Regions from separate parts of the Zea mays genome. Here region 1 is linked to region 2. Evidence: chromatin contacts called from public Hi-C data. All regions are on one chromosome and are shown on one strand. The core of a region is the stretch at or near the end of the contact, and the rest is flanking DNA. Distances in the headings are between cores, read along the strand shown.

What was found. Hi-C and Micro-C count contacts between places; a contact is called where the count stands out from the background.
Region 1: a contact with region 2 is called in a Hi-C map of leaf, with 4 times the contacts expected there. The contact joins the promoter of LOC100277476 here to the promoter of LOC541664 in region 2. A contact is called at or near these places in 5 of 25 Hi-C or Micro-C datasets (bundle sheath, ear, leaf and 1 more).

What each region holds. Positions count from the first base shown.
Region 1 is chr7:163,354,372-163,357,397 of Zm-B73-REFERENCE-NAM-5.0, reverse strand. It overlaps LOC100277476, which reads left to right and starts at 1,260. Exons shown (of 5, transcript NM_001151024.2): 1 at 1,260-1,568; 2 at 1,801-1,938; 3 at 2,068-2,149; 4 at 2,409-2,601. The coding sequence starts at 1,488.
Region 2 is chr7:163,226,063-163,228,862 of Zm-B73-REFERENCE-NAM-5.0, reverse strand. LOC541664 (translation initiation factor 1) reads left to right here and starts at 1,258. Exons shown (of 5, transcript NM_001111417.1): 1 at 1,258-1,353; 2 at 2,709-2,784. The coding sequence starts at 2,748. It also overlaps a transcript of LOC100381808 not described here.

The sequences.
Region 1 (3,026 bases), core at 11-2,510, 130 kb before region 2:
CCTTTGTCTCAAAGAGACTACAGCCGAATTATTACATACTTAGATAGGAACATAACTATCTGAAAACTCAGAGAAAAGCAAAACATAGTGCGGCGAAACAAAACTAAAGACAAAGTCTAAATGTATATTCCCATCCATGATGTCTAAAAATATGCGTCACCAACTCCTCCAATCTACGACATGCCTTAATTATTAGTTCTTAATCATCCTGTCTAAGTTGTAGTTGAGCCCAGAAACGGAGCCTATGCGTAGCCCGAAAAACCACCTGCAAAGAAGATTTTATTGGGGCATTATCAAACACTGCATCATTACTACTCAACCAGATTGCCTAACATATAGCCGAAGCTGCTAGAATAAAGGGTTTTCTCATTCTATTATCCAAACCAGTTAACCAAGAACCAAAGATATGTCTAATATTGTTTGGTGGACGAGCACCACATCTGATTCGAACTAAACGCCAAATAAATTTAGCAAGTTGGCAGTGTAAAAAAAGATGATCAATTGTATCATTCTGAGTACAAAAAGAACATTTTGCATTTCCCTTTCAATTACGCTTGAGTAAATTATCTTTGGTAAGTACAACACCAATATGTAAATACCACATGGACATTTTAATCTTCAAAGGTATCTTAGCCTTCCAAATGTCTTTGTGCCACACCACATTGACATTAGTTATTAGCCCCTTGTATATCGAATGAACACTAAAGGATCCGTCCGCCGTCAAGTCCCAACGGGAGCAAAATGTCTAGTTGCACGATTACACATAGTACCTGCTTGCATATTAGTCACCGACTTTAGAATATATTGATATGTAATACATGGTTTGGAAAAAAAAATCTATACAACAAAGTTTTAAAACTCCAAAATGCTATATTCTTAATAATACCATAAATATTTAAAATCATAAAATTTGTTGCATCGAAGTCTTCATGTCACTTTTAAATTACTTTGAACAGAGCTTGGAGAGATTAATCCATATATTTAAATTTGTCACGAACATTAATTTTGAACTACCGCAACTTCCTCTTCCCACCTGAAATAAATCGTCTACCATTTAGTAATAACGCAGCATTAGATCATTGTTTCTTGATTAAGACCTAAACTATATTAATAAACCACCAAAAAAATCAATGGCACCGTACCACTGCACCAGGTACTCAAGAACCGGTTTCGTAGAATCCGCGCGTGACAAGACAAACACCGTTGTAATTTACAAAACGTAACCGGGTGTCCAAGCAAAATCCAGCAGTATATAAAAAGCCGTACTCGCCATCTCCTCGAGACCTCGACCTCCCCTCCCACATGCTCTTCAGTCTTTGGGACTTCACAGGGCACGGCACCAAGAGAGGGGAGAATCTTTCGCCCTGAAAAAGAGCAAAGTTTCAGCCCCCCCCCCCCCCCCCCCCCCCGGTTCCTTCCCCCAACGAACCAGCAGAGATATATCGCAGGGAACAAAACACAAGGAGGCCACCAGCCGTAGCCGACACATGGACACGCAGCAGAGCGTCGTCGCCGCCGCGATCCAGTCCAGAGGCATGGTGGCCGCCGCCGCAAACCACCCCGTGAGTGTGAGTCTCTCTCTCTCTCTCTCTCTCTCTCTCTCTCTCTCTCTCTCTCGCCCCGCGCGGCGCACGTGAACTCGTGAGAGCCACCAACGGTGCGTTTTCCTTGCGAGGAACCGGAGTTGGGAGTGAATTTGGGCTGAATTCTCTTTGTGCGTGCCCAAAGGGGATTTCTCCTCTGGCAGAAACGGCAGCAGCACTGACAGGAGCTTCCGTGTCCGGTTCCTCTTACTTGCAGGTCGTCGCGGCGGGAGACGTTGGCAGCTCGCCCCGCGCCACGTGCGGCGGCTTCGTCGCCCTCGACGTCGGCGCGCTGTCGTCTCTGGCCGGCGACGCCGGCCCACCGGGCACGCCCACCGCGCCGCCGCGGACACCCGTAAGTCCGAGGAAAAAACACGCGTTATTAGCGAGTCGGCCTGGGCAGGCCGGACGCGCCAAATTCCCTTCCGTTGCTTCCAAAGCTGACTGTTCTTCCTCGATCGCGCCCGTGCCGTGAACGCGACAGAAGGTGATGCGGTCGCTGTCGAGGAAGGGCGACAGGAAGCCGGCCGACCCCGACGCCAACGCCAACGCCAACGGCACCGCCGGTACGTCACCACTCCAGACGGTTGCCTTGCCTCTCCTTGGAATCGCGCGCTGAGTGAAATTGATGCAATGGTTATTATTATTTTTTCTCGTGGCTCTCTAGTTTCTTTTTATCTTCTTTGTTTGGCTTGCGTTTATGATTCGCTTAAGCTAGTGTCAGCAGAGGTGACAATTGACAGCGATGTATTAGTATTGCCGATAATTCCAACGACGTATCAAAGAGATGCAAGGGATGATGTATGTATGGTACGTGTGCTGCAGGTGGCGGCGGTAGCGAGCGGCCGCAGCTGTTCGTGCACGTGGCGGCCGGCGAACTCGGGGACGCGCCCGGCAGCGCGCGGCTGGTCGTCCACACGCCGCTGGCCGGCACGCCCGGAAGCAAGTCCCGGCGGTTCGGCAGGCGGCCGGCGCCGTGGCTCGATCCCCGGAGGGTGGTCCTCCTCTTCGCCACGCTGTAAGAAATACAAACTATCCCTTTCGGTCGGCTGTCAGTTCTGACGATTTCATTTTTTTAAATAGAGAGATAGAGAAAAGACAGTCAGCTCAACATGACAAGTTGCAGTAGTACGTCTTACAGTAATTTGTCCGTGCTAGCTTAGTGTCTGCCAAAGTCGCCGTGATTAATACTCCCACATGAACAAGAAGTGAGCCGCCCTCAACAGGCTACGCAGCGACAGTGAACGCTAGTAAATTCCACGGTGTAGCATCTTCAGAGACTGTCAGTAGCGAGCGAGTACATAACCAAATGCATTCCGGTACGATGGCGACGCTCGCGGTTGCATCGCGGCGCAGGACGGACAGCCCAGCCCGCAGGTTTTGTGGGCCCGGTCTCCGTTGCGCCGCAGAACTAGCCTTCGCAACAGCGACAGCAGTGAAGAA
Region 2 (2,800 bases), core at 9-2,508:
AATTTACCTCTTAAAATAATCCTAAATGATCTTAAAATAATTTATTTTGTATTCATTGGTACAATCTACGTCTTTCTTTCGTATACAGCCAATTAAACAGACGCCCGTATAAAATCAACATACGCGGTGGTGCGGACAACAACTTTCCGCCGTCTCATTTGCTGGGCACCGGCCGGGTCTCCGTGTCCGTGACGGTGCACGTTTCAATTCATCGGGGCGGCCCGCGCCCACCCCCGTGCGCCAGCAAACGACGGCACTGGTTACACGGACACGCGTGACGCGTCGGCCGCTGGGTCCGCCCCGCGCATCCCGATCACGGCAAGCAAGCGCGCCCGCCGCTGCGCTGCACGTCCCGCCTCGACGCCACGCCAGACAAGCACGACGCGGAGCCAACGAAAAGCCGAAACGGGGCGCGGGCACGTAGCACGGGTGACGTGCGCGCATGCTCCGACGTCCGGTCCAGTCCCGGCCCCGTCGCCTTCCTCGATGCTCCCGGCGTCCGCCCCACGCCAATCCCCGGTGGGCCCCTTGCATGCGTAGGAAGAGGGACGGGAACGCGATGCCGATGCGGCTGCCGGCTGCACCGCGCCCACGTGAAGGCATGCATCCATCCACACCGGCGAGGAGAAGGAGATCAGGCAGGCCCGCGCGGCGGTGGGCTAAACGCGTTGCCGTCGCGAATCTTCTTCCTCCACTCGCCCCGCTCCGCTATTCGCTAGGGAATGGAATCCGATCCCGTCCGATTACATATAATACAATTATGTTAACTTAATTGCGTCTCATAGGGCTAAACCCTATCTTTGCATCGTCGGATGCTGCTACTATGTGCTATGGGATGACCATTCGCGTACTGTCGGTTGTATGGGTGGGATCCTCTGCGCACGCGTTTCGGTGTCCACGATATAATAGTGGAATACAGTGAACAGTTTGTTCGGTTATTCTACAATTCTATTCTATCAAAAGAACTACTACTGCTAGTACTAGTAGCATCTAAAAAAGGCGGACGGTGTTTTCCTCGTGGCAGGCCACACAGAGGGGCAACCAAAGTCGTTGCCGCAGAAAAAAATAATAATCACAAGCGTTCTACCGGTGGAGGACAACCATTAATCAGCAGGCTTTGGGGCCAAAAGAAACGGAGAGGAGAAAAGCGGGGGCGGCAAGCAACCACGGGCGGAGCTCGGAGCGTCCTCCTCCTCCCGTCTATAAATTCCCCTCCTTTTCTTCCTCCATATATAGGGGCCATCAGATCCAAGAAGAGGGAAGAGCACCAAGGACCTTCGGCGCCCGTTCAGGATCCACATCTTCCCGAGCGAGTTCTTGGTTGACCTCTTCCTCTTCGGACCACCTCCAAGGGTATGCACCCCCACCCCTTCTTCCCCTTTCCCCTTTCCCCCTTTACTTTCTCTCAGGAAATCTGTGATTACTTTTTTGCGTCCTCGTAATTTCGTCCCGGTTTAGCTGTTTATGATCCACTCTGTACTTGTTTTCTTCTTAGAAACCCTTTTGTTCAGTATTATTATTCAAGATTCATTTCTCGACTACGATGGTGCTAGGAAATTAAAATTAGTTGTTTTTCTGAGTATGTGGTAGCCTGCTGAGCTAAATTTGTATCGATCTTGATTTTTTTTAATGATGATCAGCCCTGTCCACGAACAAAAGGTCGCTATCCCCCCCCCCCCCCCCCCCCCCCCCCCCCACACATAGTTTGTAGTCATGTTTGTTTGTTTGTTTTGTTAGATAACGCTTTTCTTGAATTGCGTCTGGATCTTATTATTATGTTTGTTGCTCTGAGGCTGTTAAGTAATTGTAATCAGACTGGGTGCAGTTGCTGGCCCTGAATCCCAACAGTCAGCTTGCTCGGGTCTGAGAGGATTTATGTTGGATAATTTTGGTCATGACTGCACAGAAAGGATTAATCTTGATGGAAATAATTTAGACGAAATCTTTCATGAGATAAAAGCGTGCCATCTTATGGCCCTTGCTTTGTTGATTCTACAGTTATGTGAAGCCAAAGACAGTGACCTAAGCAGATCAAAACTACCAAGGGTGCATCTATAACTGTTCGTTATTTTGTTTGTATCTTGGTTATACAATACAGTAGTGTAAAAAACGAATTGGTGCTCGTTAACTAGTACATGATGCATCTAGTCAGCTTAATTCCTGTTTTGGATGTTGTGTGGTTGATTTGATCATAACTCCTTGTTTGGAATGTGGACCTCATCATTACTTCCCTGACATCTTGTCTAGAATTGAGATGCCTTCATTTAAGCTTTGGACCACTTAATTGAAAGTTATCTGGACTGTAGGAATAAATAGGTGCTGGGAGGAATAATGAGGTAGATTACAATGGTCCCGTAACAATGATAAAAGGCCATTGAGACCTGAATATAGAGATGATCACATGGTGGGGCTTGTGACTGAATTCTTTGACACAGTACAACATTTCATAAGTCTTGGGAAAAGCTATATCATATAGTCTAGATTTCTTAGCTCAGTACAAATTGCTCCTAGATTCTTATGGAAGAATGTCATCAGTCTATTGTTTCATGGGTGTGCACCCATCTGACTCAAATAATATTGTTGTATGGTGTGCACCCCTTTGACTTCAGGAGAAACTTATCCTATATTTTGTAGATGTTTGGGTCTGTGATATGGTTTCCTTTGTCTACACCGAATGTTCTAATTATCTATATCGTTCCTTTGTACAGCTCTTGGTGTAGCTTGCCACTCTCACCAATCAAGTTTTCATGTCTGATCTCGACATTCAGATCCCAACTGCCTTCGGTACGCTAGTTGAAAT